Linked DNA regions of Sus scrofa: all the other regions are linked to region 1. The links are chromatin contacts, called in public Hi-C maps. All regions are on one chromosome and are shown on one strand. Each heading gives the region's core, a stretch centred on a gene start, on an enhancer-like site or on the middle of the called end of the contact. The rest is flanking DNA. Distances are from core to core; before and after follow the strand shown.

Evidence for each region. A called contact is a pair of places that touch in the nucleus more often than the background predicts.
Region 2: a contact with region 1 is called in a Hi-C map of skeletal muscle, with 6 times the contacts expected there. The contact joins the promoter of DGCR2 here to the promoter of C14H22orf39 in region 1. A contact is called at or near these places in 2 of 47 Hi-C or Micro-C datasets (liver and skeletal muscle).
Region 3: a Hi-C map of liver shows a contact between it and region 1, with 7 times the contacts expected there. The contact joins the promoter of SLC25A1 here to the promoter of C14H22orf39 in region 1. A contact is called at or near these places in 1 of 5 promoter capture datasets (liver), 2 of 47 Hi-C or Micro-C datasets (epiblast stem cells and liver) and 2 of 2 datasets of contacts at active chromatin or transcription factors (alveolar macrophages and skeletal muscle).

Annotation. Positions count from the first base shown.
Region 1 is chr14:51,110,508-51,115,356 of Sscrofa11.1, forward strand. C14H22orf39 (UPF0545 protein C22orf39 homolog) reads right to left here and starts at 1,878. Exons shown (of 3, transcript XM_001929616.6): 1 at 1,780-1,878; 2 at 1,487-1,654. The coding sequence starts at 1,803. UFD1 (ubiquitin fusion degradation protein 1 homolog) reads right to left here. Exons shown (of 12, transcript XM_001929622.7): 12 at 3,351-4,155. The coding sequence ends at 4,081.
Region 2 is chr14:50,933,353-50,938,201 of Sscrofa11.1, forward strand. DGCR2 (integral membrane protein DGCR2/IDD) reads right to left here and starts at 2,251. Exons shown (of 10, transcript XM_001929599.7): 1 at 1,978-2,251. The coding sequence starts at 2,056. TSSK1B (testis specific serine kinase 1B) reads left to right here and starts at 4,533. Exons shown (of 1, transcript NM_001287415.1): 1 at 4,533-4,849. The coding sequence starts at 4,533.
Region 3 is chr14:50,975,165-50,980,013 of Sscrofa11.1, forward strand. SLC25A1 (solute carrier family 25 member 1) reads right to left here and starts at 2,362. Exons shown (of 9, transcript NM_001190189.1): 1 at 2,149-2,362; 2 at 1,791-1,898; 3 at 1,616-1,715; 4 at 1,391-1,529; 5 at 923-1,007; 6 at 675-779; 7 at 467-582; 8 at 315-388; 9 at 1-84. The coding sequence starts at 2,233.

The sequences.
Region 1 (4,849 bases), core at 628-3,127:
TGTTTTTGATCTCATTTAAAAAACAATCAGAGGGGAGTTCCCGTTGTAGAGAGGCGGAAACAAATCCAACTAGTATCCATGAGGATTGGGGTTCTACCCTGGCCTTGCACAGTGGGTCAGGGATGTGGCGTTGCCATGAGCTGTGCTGTGGGTCACAGACGTGGCTTGGATCCCAAGTTGCATGGCATAGGCCAGGAGTTGTAGCTGCAATTTGACCCCTAGTCTGGGAACTTCCATATGCTGCCAGTGCTGCCCTAAAAAAATAAAAATAAAAAACACAGAGTCAATGTGGAAGACTCCTAGATCTCCATCTCTGCAGTGAATCAACAGCTTCCCCAATACCATCTGAGGCCTAAATTTTAGAGCTATTACGTTTCCCAAGGAAGGAATAATCTGGCTAGTGAACATCTCGCTTTTCTCATTAAGTGACATACTGTGGGTATCTCTGCACATGGGGATGGATTACTACCTGTTCTTAAGAGCTGTGTGATACTCCATGATGGAGAAGACATCATCTGGTCAAATGTCTATTACTGGGCTTTAGGACACTTTCAGTCTTTGCACTATTACAAACAGTGACACTATGCACATTTTGAACCTGTAATTTGTTACCCAATTACTTCCTTAGGATAAACTTTCAGAGTTAAAATTGTGGGGTTAAAAGGTATGTGTTTGACATTTAGATAATCAGAACTCCTGACATTCCATCAGCACTGCCCAAGTGCCTGACTCTGCAAACCCCTGTGGACATTCCACTGGGCAGAAACCACTTACTGTCATTTCAATCCTATACCAGACCATTTGGTTTCCTTTTAGAATGAATTTCTTTGTGCTCCTTGCCTGCTTTTCTACTCTAAAATCATTTCCATTTTTCTTAGTGATACATGACAGCTACCTTTAAAATATTATACAGCATTCTTCCCATAGAAACTACAACTATCTTTCCCACTTTCCACTTATCAAGACTTGGCATCATTTTCTTTTACACACACTAGTCCTGCTGGCTCCCTCCCCCGAAAACCCCCAACTCCCCATGAGCACTGCCCACTCACAGCTTCACTCCATCCCCTACCCCCACCCTCCGGCTCCAAGGCACCCCTGTATCCTAGACTGGGATGTAGGAGCCAGGACAGGGGCTGTGACCTTCCAAAGTGTTCAGTGTCTGCTGAATGAATGGACAAGAACTCTCTCCTGACTGGTCTCCCACGCCTCCACCATTATATTCTCTCACCCTGGCAGCCACACTGATCTTTTAAAGATGTAAATCAAAGCAGGCGTCCCAGCATGCGTGGAGGCTAGGATCTAGCCCCTCTTTTAAAGTCTGCCAGGTCTATCCTCACCGCAGCCCCTGCGGCCCGGCCCCTGTTCCCTGCAGCGTCAGGCCTTCTTGTGCCCCCGGCTGGGTGACGCCGCTGGGCTTGGTCCTCGTCTTCCAGAGTTCGGCAGAACCACTCTCTGCAGGCGAGGCAGATCACCTGGGCCTCACCTGGGCCTCGGCGCTGCGGCGCTCCTCCCACTCGCGGCAGCTGGCCAGGTCGCGTCCCCACTGCCCGCAGGCCGGCCTCTCCCCGTGGACGTAGTAATGGTGCAGGAAGTGCCCGGCGCTGCGGCACAGCTCCCACTCCGCTCGGTAGGCCTCACACGGGCGTGGTGGCTGCGGGGACCCGAGAGTGAGCGGGGACGCAGTGCCCGCCCCGCGCGGCCCGAACCCGGTCACCGTCCGCCGGTCCGCCCCTCCCGAACCCAGTCACCGCCCGACGCGGCACCTCCACCGATCACCTGCCAGCCTCCGCCTTCCGCCATGTCCAGGAGCCTGCTGAGCCCGCCTCCTGAGCCCGCGGGCCGTGTGACTGACGGTGGAGGAACCAATGAGCCCCGAGATCTCACCGCTTGCCGGGTGAACAGGACGTCCGGGTTAGCAGCCAATAACAGCCGAGGGCGGGCGGGGAGTGGGACCTAGAGGCCGGGGCGGGGCCTGCAGGGCCGGTGTAAGCGGAGCGCGCCGCCCGGGTCGCAGAGCTGCGTTGAGGTGGTGACAGCGGCCGTCAGCTCTGGCCCGCAAGCGCTGGGCTACAGAGGCCGTTTCTGACGGAACCACGCGGTTCAGACGGGTTCTTAACAGAAACTTTATTTTCATAAAAGACCTGTACATTTCGTAAGCACAAACCGGCATCAGCGCCTCGTGGCCAGGTCTCTGGCTGCAGCAATCTCGCCAGTGTCCAGGATGTGCCGGGCTATGAGGCCACGGAGGGGAAAGCAAGCCCTGCGGGTGGGTGTCCGGATGTCGTGTTAGGGGCGATGCTCACTGAGTCTGGGGAGACAGGACCTTTGTTCACAGATGCCCAGGAGACAATGACAGCGAAGGGGAGTAGTCTGGTGGGCCTGCGACACCGCTGCAGATGGTGGTTCTCCATCTCCTGCCAACCTTGTACAGGCCCTGGGGCCCCTTGCAAGGTGGATGCCTGGCTCCCTGGGGAGTGACACTGGGTCAGGTGGGAAAGCTGGCTCACAGAGCAAGCTCGGAGAAGACATCGTTTATGGCCAGCTGCAGGCCGGGGTACGGCAGTGACGACCATGCCCACAGACAACACCCCACTGTGTCACCAGAAGACCTACCAATGGGGTCCACCTGTGGCCCAAGCAGGGAGTGTGCCTCCAGGAAAGGACCAGGAGGGCTTTCCTTGTCTACACAGTGGATGTTGCTCAGAGAAGACAAAAACCCAGGACAATCATGCTCCATTAACAATCATTATGCATAAAATGACCTGTTAGCAGATGTGATCCAGCAAACTGTGGCTGTCTACCCGCTAAGGAGGGCTTTGACTTCTGCCAGTGACCCCAGGACCCCTTAAGTGGACAGTCAGGTAGGTCACATTCATTGCCAGTGGTATGGACCAGAGGGCCCAGCCCTGGTCACCATGATGACCTTTGCTCATTCTTAGGACATGTGGGTAAACCCTGGTCCATCGTCCTGCAGGGGAGCTCCATTCAGACAAGTAGGAACAAGGGAATACCCTGCTGGGCCTGACCATCCCCACCCAGGGGTCAGAGAACCTCATTTCTCCCTATATTCTTAGGGAGCCCCCAGAAGAGTTCTTTTCTAAGCACAGGATTGGATCGGCACCTGCAAGCAGGCCTCCCTCCAGCTGGGTCAGTGGCCCAACTGTCAACTCATGTTGGTACCTCATCAAACATTTAGAGGCAATTCAGATTTTAATCATTGCCTGTTTTTATTTGAAATTCTTGATTCAGAATTAGTTTTAAGGAACAAAAGATTAAAATAATTGGATTAACATGTCAAAAGAGCTCATATTATAGAAAGTGAGACTAAATTAATACTAGTAAATAAAGACAGGCCAACAGAAACTTTAATGATTTAATACATTAAAACTGGGAGTGGTGGGTAGGGAAGGAGAAAGAACACTTCTTTAGCTTTCATTTATTCTAATACTCATATATGTGCTTCACCATGTTGTTTTACAGCAGAAGAGACTGATTAAGAAGGCAGTTATTTCCAAATGAAATCAAAATAAAAGTGGAAATGCTTTCAGATCAGCTTTTCCGAGTAATGTCTTTTAGTGATGAAAAAAACAAACAAACCAACATTGTAAAATCAAAATAGAAACACCCTTCCTCAAATACTTAAATTGCAGCCAGAGTAATGGGAGAGCCACTATTTATAGAGAGCACTTATCTGTTTAAACCACTTTTTTTCCAGGCCAAAGGCAACTATGACAACTATGACCTGGAAAAAGAAAGGTCAAATGAAGAAAAAACACCACAGCTTGGAGCAGTTCAATCCCTTCACAGGTTTTGAACAGGAATTGGGGGACTCTGCTGCAGCTGAGGCAGTGAGCGAGCCTTGAGGGCTGAAAGCAGGGAGTGGTGACCCGAGATGGCTGCTCCTTCCCCCAATCAGGTGCACAACTCCACGGCCTGCTGTTCCACTTCCAGTCAGACCTGAGAATTCTTAGGTAATTCTAAACAAACCTAAGGTGACAGAGCATCCCCATCAGAGCCAGTAACTAAAAGCCATCATGTTGCAATTACTTTATTTTCCAATCAGCCAACAGTCCTAACCTATGGCTTTCTTCCCTTTTTACGCAATGACTGCCCTTCTCCAGAGAAGGCGACGAATCTGCCTCCAGCTTCATCCTAAGTGTGAAGAGAAAATACTATTTTCAGAAACTCCTTGGAATTAAAAAAAAAAAAAAGGTTTATCTGTTGACTCATGTACCATTTGCCCATTTTCCTTAACCCCCTATTATTTATAAGAAATGTCTTTGAAATAGAAATACAAATTATAATCTACTGAATTGAAAACAAAGCCATGGAATCACAAGCCTGCATCTACCACAGCCTTTCGTCTCAGGCTGAACGTGTACACATCCTTTTGCACAGGCACCACATTTCAACGCAAGCATTACAAAATATACCCCCCAAATAACACATGCAGCCACTGTCTCATACACATGTCTATAAACTATAAACTTCATACTTCATTCCCAAGTGTCAAGACACTGCTTTTCTCATCTAGCACTCGCTAGAGATGCAGAGAATCCCATCCCCTGGGAGAGGCAGTTCTCCCATCAGCTACTGTTCCAGACTGCAGTGTTCACACTGGCAGGTGAGCAGATTGATGTATCTGCACACGACTTTGATTTTCCTAGAAGTGGAATTCTGCAGTAGAGGGATGCACAGATTTTTAAGGCTTTTGAAAATTGTGACTCAACAGCCCTTGGAAACCCTCTACCCAGCTATTCTCCCACCAGCAGAAAGATGCTGAACCCTCGACAACAGCAGGCATCTTTCCACAAGCTGGGCTACTAGCCAGGTGGAGGCCCCATCT
Region 2 (4,849 bases), core at 1,001-3,500, 180 kb before region 1:
CCCAGGCACCAGACAGCAGATCCCAGGCTGGCTGGAAGGACAAAGCACAAACAGGCACACAAGGGAAACACCTGCCAACCAAAATCAGGGAGATGCAGTGCAACTCAAGAAGCCACCTGGGGCTGCTGCAAAGTTCTAATCTGGAGAATCATAGAGCGAAAAGGATAAGTTGTTTGTTTCCTGCCCCAACTCAGACCTGATTGTGAGGTCTCTAGAAACCCGTCCCTGCAAAGCAGGGGCGAAGAGCTGGCCACCTCTGGCGCTGCCTCACCACCTTGGGATGGATTTACACCTAGTCTCTGCTTCCACACCTGAAGGGAATCCCCACAGGGACAGTATTTCTCTTCATTTGAGCATCCCTAGTGACGGGCATGCCAAGACACTTTCTGAATTGCTGTTAGCCAGTTGACAGCATATGCAGACAGATGGCAAAGGAAAAGGAGCTGGGGACATCGGTCATATCCATCGCCCAGGCAGGAGATGCTGGACCTGGAACCAGAGACTCCCCAAGGACGTCAAGTATGACGTGTGGCTTCACATCTCAGAGTCCAGTGACATAACGTGAGAAATCAGGACCCAGGGTCAAACGGGACGACTATCACCTCTCTGCAGGTGTACCTGTGTTTCCAAAAGAACTTAACCACGAAACTCCACAAATCTAGTGGTTCTGGTTCCCAAGAACCTAGACAGTACCCCTCCACAGGAAGCCTCTTCCTTTCCCACAACCAGTCCCCCTACCCAGAGAACATCCCTGACCGTGAACAACCAGATCTGCTCTGGGGGCCCAGAGACATAACTGGAGACTCCAGGTTGAGTGTGGGCAGAGACATTGAGCAGTACAGTGTGCCCAGAATTCGACCCTGGTGGGGACCTGCACAATGCTGTGCTCCCTGCCTGCGAGGACACACCTGGGTCCTATGGCACTCACACAAGACAGCCCTTGGCACTGCATGGACCCCCTCCTCCATTAAGAAAAAGCCTTTTTTTTTTTGTCTTTTCTTGAGCCACTCCTATGGCATATGGAGGTTCCCAGGCTAGGGGTTGAATCGGAGCTGTAGCCACTGGCCTACGCCAGAGCCACAGCAACTCGGGATGCAAGCTGCGTCTGCCACCCACACCACAGCTCACGGCAACGCCGGATCTTTAACCCACTGAGCAAGGGCAGGGATTGAACCCTCAACCTCATGGTTCCTAGTCGGATTCGTTAACCACTGCGCCACAACGTGAACTCCCTTTTTTTTTCTTTCTCTCTTCTTGTCTGTCATTTTTGGCCGCTCCACGGCATATGGAACTTCTGGACCAGGGATCAGATAGGAGCCACAGTACGACCCAAGCCGCAGCTTCAGCTACGCTGGATCTACCCACTGTGCAGGGCCGGGGATAGAGCCCGTGTCCCAAAGGCTCCCAAGACGCCGTCGATACCGTTGCGCCACAGCGGGAGCACCAAGAATCATGCTTTTCAACTGCATTGGTACAAAGTTGAATGAATTTATATGTACATATTACATTTACTTTTATCTAAAAGTTCAGGGCTTCTTCCTACTGATTTTCAAAGAAAACACTTTGGCAGGCCACTTAAAGCACCCGGTCTCTTGTTCCTGACGGATAAATCGGCCCTGTCTTTGGGGAATTGATTTTCTCGTTGAAGGAGATGGTCCGTCAGACACAGGTAGACTTGTCCGGGATCTTCCGGCTGCGGCAACCCCGACTCCCCACCACAGGCTTCCTCAGAAAACACACGCTCCCGGGGCCCTCCGAAAGCCTCTGGGGACCACAGACCAGGAGCACTCCCAGGGCCCAGCTCGGGGGCTCACAGGCCGAGCGACCGTGCAGACCAGATGCCCCGAGCCGCCCCCGCGACCCCCGGCCAGACCCCCACTGCTCTCGCTCCGGTCAAGCGCGGACGCGGGTCCACAGGCTCCCCAAGGTCCCGGCGCCGGCCCCGCGGGGTTCAGCCCCGCCCCCACCGCCGCTCACCTGGCCGCAGCGGTTCGGTGACCGTGAGCACCAGAAGGAAAAGCAGCAGGAAGGCGCCGCTGTCTGCCTTGGGCACCATTTATCCTCCGTTCATCGTCCCCGGGGCGGCCGCGCGACCCCACGGGGAGGCCGGGCCGGGCCGGGCCGGACGAGGACGCGGCGGGAAAAAGCTCCGGGAGGGGCGGAGGGACGCGCGCTCTCGGCCACAGCCTCGGGCTCCGACTCCAGCTCCGCGCAAGATGGCGGCTGTCCTGCTCGGTCCGCGCCGCCCCGCCCCCGCCCGCGACGCGGCGCTGGCCAATGAGCTCCGAGAAGGGCGTGGCCCGTGCCCTCCCAAGCGCAGTGTCCGAAAGGGGCGTGGCCCGAGGGCGGCCGGGGTTACGAAGTGTCAAGGGTACCATTGGCTGAGCAGAGAGGTTGTGTTTGGGGCGGAGCCTCAGCGGCGCGGCCTCCAAAGGGCCCGGATCCTAGGACGGGGGACAGGGGTGGTGGGGCCTAGATGACCGACACGGAAAGGGCGGGACGTTCATGGGCCGGCGCGGCCCGGGGGCGTGGCCTGAAGGGAGTGGGGCAGTGCGCAGGGGGAGCTAGTGGGACACCGAGGGTCTTCACACCTCTGGCACCAGATGGCCCAGGTCTCGTCAGCGGTCACAGAGTGCACCCCAAAGTGGTCTTTTTAAAGCGGAACCGCTGTGGAGTGGAATCTGGACTATCTATGAAGAGGTTCTGAAGGCGGTTCCACCGTGTAGGGAACATGCATGTGTGTGGCTTCCCCCGCACGCACAACTGAAATGTTTCAGAGGAGGAAGTAGCCTCAGGGAGGGTCACCAAGGAGAGGTGACAGGGAAGCCCAGATCCTAGTGACTGTGAGCAAAGCCGGCCTCTGGAGGAAGGGCCCTGCCTACACAAGGGGGGAGGCAGGGACGCTGGCACAACTGCTGCCACAGCAGGCCTGTGTGCATGGAGGGAAGCCAGTGGGGACAATACTCCAAGTGCTGGCCATGCACCTGTCATCGTGGGAGGGGACACAGCAGATGGGGTGTTCTCAGAGATAGGAAGGACCACCAGCCACGCACACAAGGCCTGGCCCAGGGTGTCGGGGCTGGGGAAGAGGGTGAGGATGGGAGCAAAGGCCAGATAGGGCCAAGGTTGGTAGGCACCCACCTGGCCCACCTCCAACCCCCCAGCTCACTCCAAGGAGCAGTTACCCTGAGCCCTTTCAGGGCATGCTCATCCTGAATGTCCCGGGATTCCAGCCAGGGACACTTAGAATCATCTGAGAGAAGTACCCACTCCCTGCAGATGCGTTTGACCAACATCAACCCCAAGACCAGACCAGACCTGCCTGCTCCTGTCTCCTCAGGGCATGGCCCAGAGAAGATGCTGGACAAAGGGGGCCCACAGCAGAGAGGCCCCACTACTGGTAGAAATGGCAGTCCCTGCCTAACACTGTCCTGTAGGCATGTCCTCAGGGAGCATTCCCCCAGCAGCTGCTGTACTGGATCCAGGCCCAGCCTTCTGCCCCCAGCCCCACACCTGCCCTGGGAGCCCAGCCAGGGCTACAGCTGGGAAGACCACCAGAAGGGAAGTCACAGTCAAGAGTAGAAAGCCCTACCAGCTGTCACCTCCAACCCCTGCAGAGCCACTGTCAGAGACCAGCAAAGTTTTGGATGAGAGCCATACAGGGAAGTGAAAAGTCCACCTAAACCATGCAGGGGGAGGGCAGAGCACCAGCTTCCTAAGCTGCAGTGACCACTGGGCCAGGAGTCCTTGCCCCTCCTGACCACCCCACCCGCCTTCTTGGTCTGCTGTGTGCCCAGCAGACTGCCTGCATGGACACTATCAAAGGCTTCTAGGTCAGGGACATCTCCCCAGCCCCTTCCCCATGGGCTCCTGAAGCCTCCACCTGAGATCACTGCTTCTCTCAAGGTGGCCCTCTCTGCCCTCTTCCTCCCAGGTCCTAGTGACCATCTGCCCTTCTTCCAGTTCTGCTACTACAACAGGGTTCCCTACCCTCTGCTCCATATCTGTAGCCCACCTCAGAGATCCCTAACTTGAGAGCGACTCCCATTTCCTACTGAGCCTCAGACTGATGGGACCATGTACATGCCCTGCATTTCCAGGGATGCCTCAGCTTGCAGAAATCAGCCCACCGATCCATCAGTAGCCCTGGCTCCACTTTGGAGGCTTAGGCAGAACTATGCGCTCCTCTGAGTCCCCTCCTACCTTGGGTCCCAGCAGAGCATGAGGTCACGCTCTGCTGGCCTTCGGTCTGCTGCAGCCCACTGGCCGGCCTCCTAGGGTTCCAAGTCTAAGTGGCTCAGACCAGAGCCTCATTCCCCAGGGCACTCCTCCTTTATGACTTCACCCGCTTAAGTCACCTGGGAGACAATGCCAAAGGTTCCACTCTGGAGTCTTGGCCTCTAGGAGGCAGGGACGGCAGGCCCGACAAGCCCAGAGGACTCTCTGTCCACAGTGTAAATGAGGACGCCACTGGCCCATGTCCTGCAGGGATGTAGAGGGCAGCCTCAGAGGCACTGGGTGCTCCCAGCACCATGGATGACGCTGCCGTCCTCAAGCGACGAGGTTACATCATGGGAATAAATTTGGGAGAGGGCTCTTATGCCAAAGTCAAATCCGCTTACTCTGAGCGCCTCAAGTTCAACGTGGCGGTCAAGATCATCGACCGCAAGAAAGCCCCCACGGACTTCCTAGAGAAATTCCTTCCCCGGGAAATTGAGATTCTGGCCATGCTAAACCATCGCTCCATTGTCAAGACCTATGAGATCTTTGAAACATCAGACGGCAAGGTCTACATCGTCATGGAGCTTGGGGTCCAGGGCGACCTCCTTGAGTTCATCAAGACCCGGGG
Region 3 (4,849 bases), core at 1,112-3,611, 130 kb before region 1:
TTCACCACCTCATCATAAATGATGAACACAATGGCCACATCCAGGCAGACCCGACCCAGGCGGGGGATGGTGCCCTTGTAGAATCTGGAGAAGTAGGAAATGAAAAGGCTGATGAAGACAGTGTCTCTGCAAAGTGGGGGTGGTCCCTAGGTAGGAGGAGCAAGAGCAGAGGCCTATGGTGGGACTCACTAAGGGATAGGCCTAGGGTAGGGTGGGCTGAGGCCCTGGCAGAAGGCAGAGAGGGCCTGGGGCAAAGATGGGCAGCCCCTCCCATCCCCCACTCACGCCTTGAGCCCCTCCCATCCCCCACTCACGCCTTGAGCCCCTCATTCCTCAGGATCTGCAGGCCGCAGTCCCAGGTATTGCGGTATTTATGTGCCTCCAGGCCCTGCAAGACACCAGAAACAATTAGGCTCAGCAACCAGCCCCTTTCCTGGCCCCGCCCCCTTCCGGGCCATGCCCACACCTGCATCCGGGTCTTGATCACATCCAGAGGAGTGTTCCCGAAGACACTAGCTGCTCCCGCAATTGCTCCAAACACACCAGTGATCAGCGGGTTCATGGGCTTGTTGGGGTTGTCCCCTGGATAGGGGAGAGGGTTGTGGTGAGAAGGGGACAGGAGAGTAAGGGGAGAGTACGAGGCCTGGAGGTGGGGTTCGGGGGTACAGACGCACCTCGGTACCAGTTGCGCAAGGCGGTCATAACGAAGAAGCGGATGGCCTGGTTGGATCCCTGCTTCAGCACAGTGGCTGTGAGGCCCTGGTACGTCCCCTTCAGCCCTGGGGTGGGCAAGCACCAGGGTCACACTGACGCTTTCTGGCCCCAGCCCCAGGAGTGCCCAGGCAGGAAGCGGAAGTGTGGGCCCTTTCCAGCCTGGCCCAGGTCCCTGACCCCACCTGAGGAGGAAAGCCCAGAGGCTCACCTTGTTCCCGCACAATTTCTCTGACCCCGTGGAAGAATCCTCTGTATTTGGGGTTGGAAGAGGTCTGGTCATGGATGAACTTCACCTGAGAAAAAAGACAGCAAAAGCGCTGGCTCCTAAGGCAGGACCATAAGGGCATGCCTGGCCATTGTGACACCTGGCTGGTCCCTGGAGCAAGAGGCAACCTTACCAACGTTTTTGCTGGTATTTCCTACAACTCAAGCAGCAAACACGTGTTACCTTCTGTTTTATAAGTTTTTAAAACCTCATTATACCATTGCCTCTAGAATCAAGTCCAGGCCACAGGAAGCTATTCCTATGGGCTTCGTTGCGCAGGCTCTGCAGGCAGAACCCCTTGCCCAACTCCTGCGGGACCTACCCACCTTCATGGTCTCCTCGTGGCACAAGACCACCACCCCCGCCACCCCAGCACGCTCTGAACGCCTGTCACTTCCCAGGCCTGCCCACCTTGATAGTCTCCATGGGGCACACAACCACCACGGCCTCGGCCACACCGGCTCCCAGGCCGCACAGTAGCCCGCGCGTGCTGTCCAGCCGTCCCTGGGCGTCCCGCATGTGGTTGCTGAGAAACTCGAACGTCCCGAACCTAGAGCGAGAGGCAAAGGCATGAGATGGGCCACCCCGGAGCCGGGGCTCCCTCCTGTGGCCCCCGGGTCGCCAAGTCCGCCTCACCTGACAGCCGCCTTGGGGATGGAGCCGTAGAGCAGGGAGCTGAGGCCGCGGTACAGGCCCAGGACGCCATGGCTGCGGACTGTCTGCCGCACGCAGTCCCCTGGGGGAGGGGGCGGTCAGCGACCCCGCCTGCCGGCCGCCGGCCTGCCCGCCCCCGCCGGCCTCCCCGACTCACCGATGCCCCGGTAGCGCGGCGGGTGCGAGCGCTCGTCCAGCTGCAGCTGCGTCTTCACGTACTCGGTGGGGAAGGTGATGCAGATTTCGATGCCGCCCGCCAGGCCGCCTGCAGGGACGCACGGGGACCAAGCTGAGACCCCTCCCCCTCCCCACCGGCGCACCCTGCCCCGCCCGGACTTTGCCCGCCGCCGGGGAGCAGGGCCCACGCCCCTACCGCGGTCCTGGCCGGGTGCACCGGGGACACGCGCCGGGGGCCGGACCCCCCCCGGAAGCACGGCAAAACCCGTGTCCGGGGCCACCCGGAAGCGCGGCGGGGTCGGGGTGGGGGTCGGGGGTCTGCGTGCGCGTGCCCCCACCTGCCAGGATCGCCTTCCCCGGGTGTGTGAGCTTGGCTTTCCCGGGCGCGGGCGCGGCGGCCGCAAGAGCGCGGGGGTCGGCCATGGCGGACGGGGCAGGGGGCCCGGCGGCGGCCTCGGGTCCGAGCTGCCGTGCTCGGTCGCAACCGCGGCGGCGGCGCCGGTTATGGGTCGGGGCTGGGCGACCGCGTCGCTCCCAAGCTCCGCCCCGCGTGGTCCGAGCCGGGCCCCGCCCCCGACCCGCCCCGAGCCCGCGGGAAACTGAGGCCGGGCAGGCCCGGTGGCCCAGCCAATGGCCGCGTGGGGACCGACCAGGCACCGCCCTCTCCTCCCCACAGCCCCTCCCCCGGTACTTGTGGGGACTCCCCCTCCCCTCCAGGAGGGTGGTGCCACTCCTCCGGGCCACCCCTCACCCCATTCGCCGCGCGGTCGCAGCGCCGCTGGATCCGTGCTCACGGACTCCCGGGCTCCCAGCGGCGCACACGATGGGGAGAAGACCCCCGACGCGCCCTGCTCACCCGGGGTGCCCTACCCGGAGGAGCTTTCCCTGCTCTTCTGTCCCCTCTAGGCCCACACCAGCACCAGCAGGGGAGCTCTGCCTTGGTAAACCGACTTTAAAATGCAGGTTACACGTTGTCCAGCCAGTCCTCGAAGTGACCCGCAGAGGCAGCTCCGTCAGCGCAGAGTGGCAGGGCACCCCCACTCCTAATGCGCCCGGGAGTCCTTGCCAGAAATGAAGGCTCCAGCCACAGGGCCCGGAGGTCAGAGTCCGCCTCCTGCGTGGCGGCCTCAGCCGGTTTTCTCGGGCAGTTAGGGGTCACCGCGGGCGGCCCCAGGCTGCTGTGGCTCAAAGGCTGCCATCACTGGGCCCCAGCAAGATAAATAACATCCAGGCGTCCTGCTCTCATTGGATTCTCTGTGCTTCTGAGATGACACCCTCCTTGGGGAGGATGGGGACCCTGTAGAGGGTACTGCACCCAGTGCCCTACCCTCCAAAGCCGCTCATGAGAGGTGGCAGCATACCCACAGGGTATGCCAGCAGGTCCCGGCCTGCAGCAGTGCCTGCTGTCAGCCTTTGGCCTACGGAGGGAGAGCAGGACTCCTGCTGCCCCCGAGTGGCCAGGGGCCCCAGGAGCAGGGTGTCAGACCAGTCCTGAGTGCACAGAGGCTGAGGCAGGCACCAGAGAGAAGGTGCCTGGAGGCAAGGGCAGTGGGAGTTGTGGGGCCTTTGGAGAGGGCTGACCCGCTGAATCATGCCACAGAGGAGGACACAGGTAGTGGGAGGTGTGAACCCAGCTACAGCCTGCAAGCACACAGCCTCTAGCAGAGTTACTATTGAGGCTGGCACAGGTCACCCACAGTGAACCAGGCAGAGATGGAGTGGGGCTCCCTGGTGAATTCCATTGCTATTCCAGACCAGTGCCTTCCAGCGGGTACTTGACTGCCAGGTGCACTGGAGCAGTGGCCAGACTACAGGCCACCAGTGCAGCCGAATCCTCTGGACACAAGGACACCACCAAGACACCTCAGTGCTCCTTGCATTCAGCCAGTCTGGGCTGCCCACCCCTCCTAAGGAGACCAGTCACCTGACACCTGCCCCCCACCCCACATGACAGCCATCTGGAGATGAGCTGCCCCCTGCCCTTCCTCCAGGCTTCCCTGGGGTTGCCCATGCAGTACCCACAGGCCAGTGAAGATACATGGTGGGGGAGGGAACAGTGAGGTGACGCCATGAGTGGCAGGTTGGACACATTGTGGTCTGGGGATAACAGCGGCCTGAGGCCTAGTGACAGCCTGTGCCCCTGATGCCCACGCCTACCCGAGAGCCCTTCTTGATCCTGGATGCTGACCCTCCCTCAAATGTCCCCACGTTCAGGGCCCTCAATCTCTCCAGGGCTCTCTGCTTAGCCCTGCCTTCTCAATTAGCTCCTCTACGGCCCCTCTTGAAACTCCACCATTGCTCTGGCCTCCACACCTGTCCCACCTCTGGAACATCCCCTGCAAACATTGTCTGCTGCCTGATTGTTAGTCTCACTGAATGTGAACCCAACTGGGCTGTTTTTGTGGTGCTTTTTTTTTTCGCTTTTTTAGGGCCGCACCCAGGACATATGGAAGTTCCCAGGCTAGGGGTGGAATCGGAGCTACAGCTGCTGGCCTACACCACAGCCACAGCAATGTAGGATCCAAGCAGTGTCTGTGGCCTACACCACAGCTCACAGCAACAATGGATCCCAGACCCACTGAGCAAGGCCAGGGATGGAACCTTCATCCTCATGGATACTAGTTGGATTCATTTCCACTGTGCCATGACAGGAACTCCTCTGAATTGTTTTTTTTTTTTTTTTCCCCACTGATATGTTACCAGGAATAATGCCCAGCACACAGTAGGTGCTTAGATACTTGCTGAACAAGTGAGTGTTCTACTTGCTGGCCTCTGGACTGCTTCGTTACCTCTCAATTGCTTTACCATTCACTTCTCAAACTTCTGTGCAACAGGAAAGCATGTGGCCCTGGACCTCGGTGACAGCCACCATCACAGGCTCACAGGCCCCTGATCCCTGGGAGTCACAGAGCACTTTGAGCAGAGTCCCATCTCCAGTCTGCCCTGACCGACCCCACAGTTGTGACCACAGATCCATGGAGACCCAGGCCCTGCACACACCAGCATCCACCTGTCAACGACCCGACAGAAAAGCATACC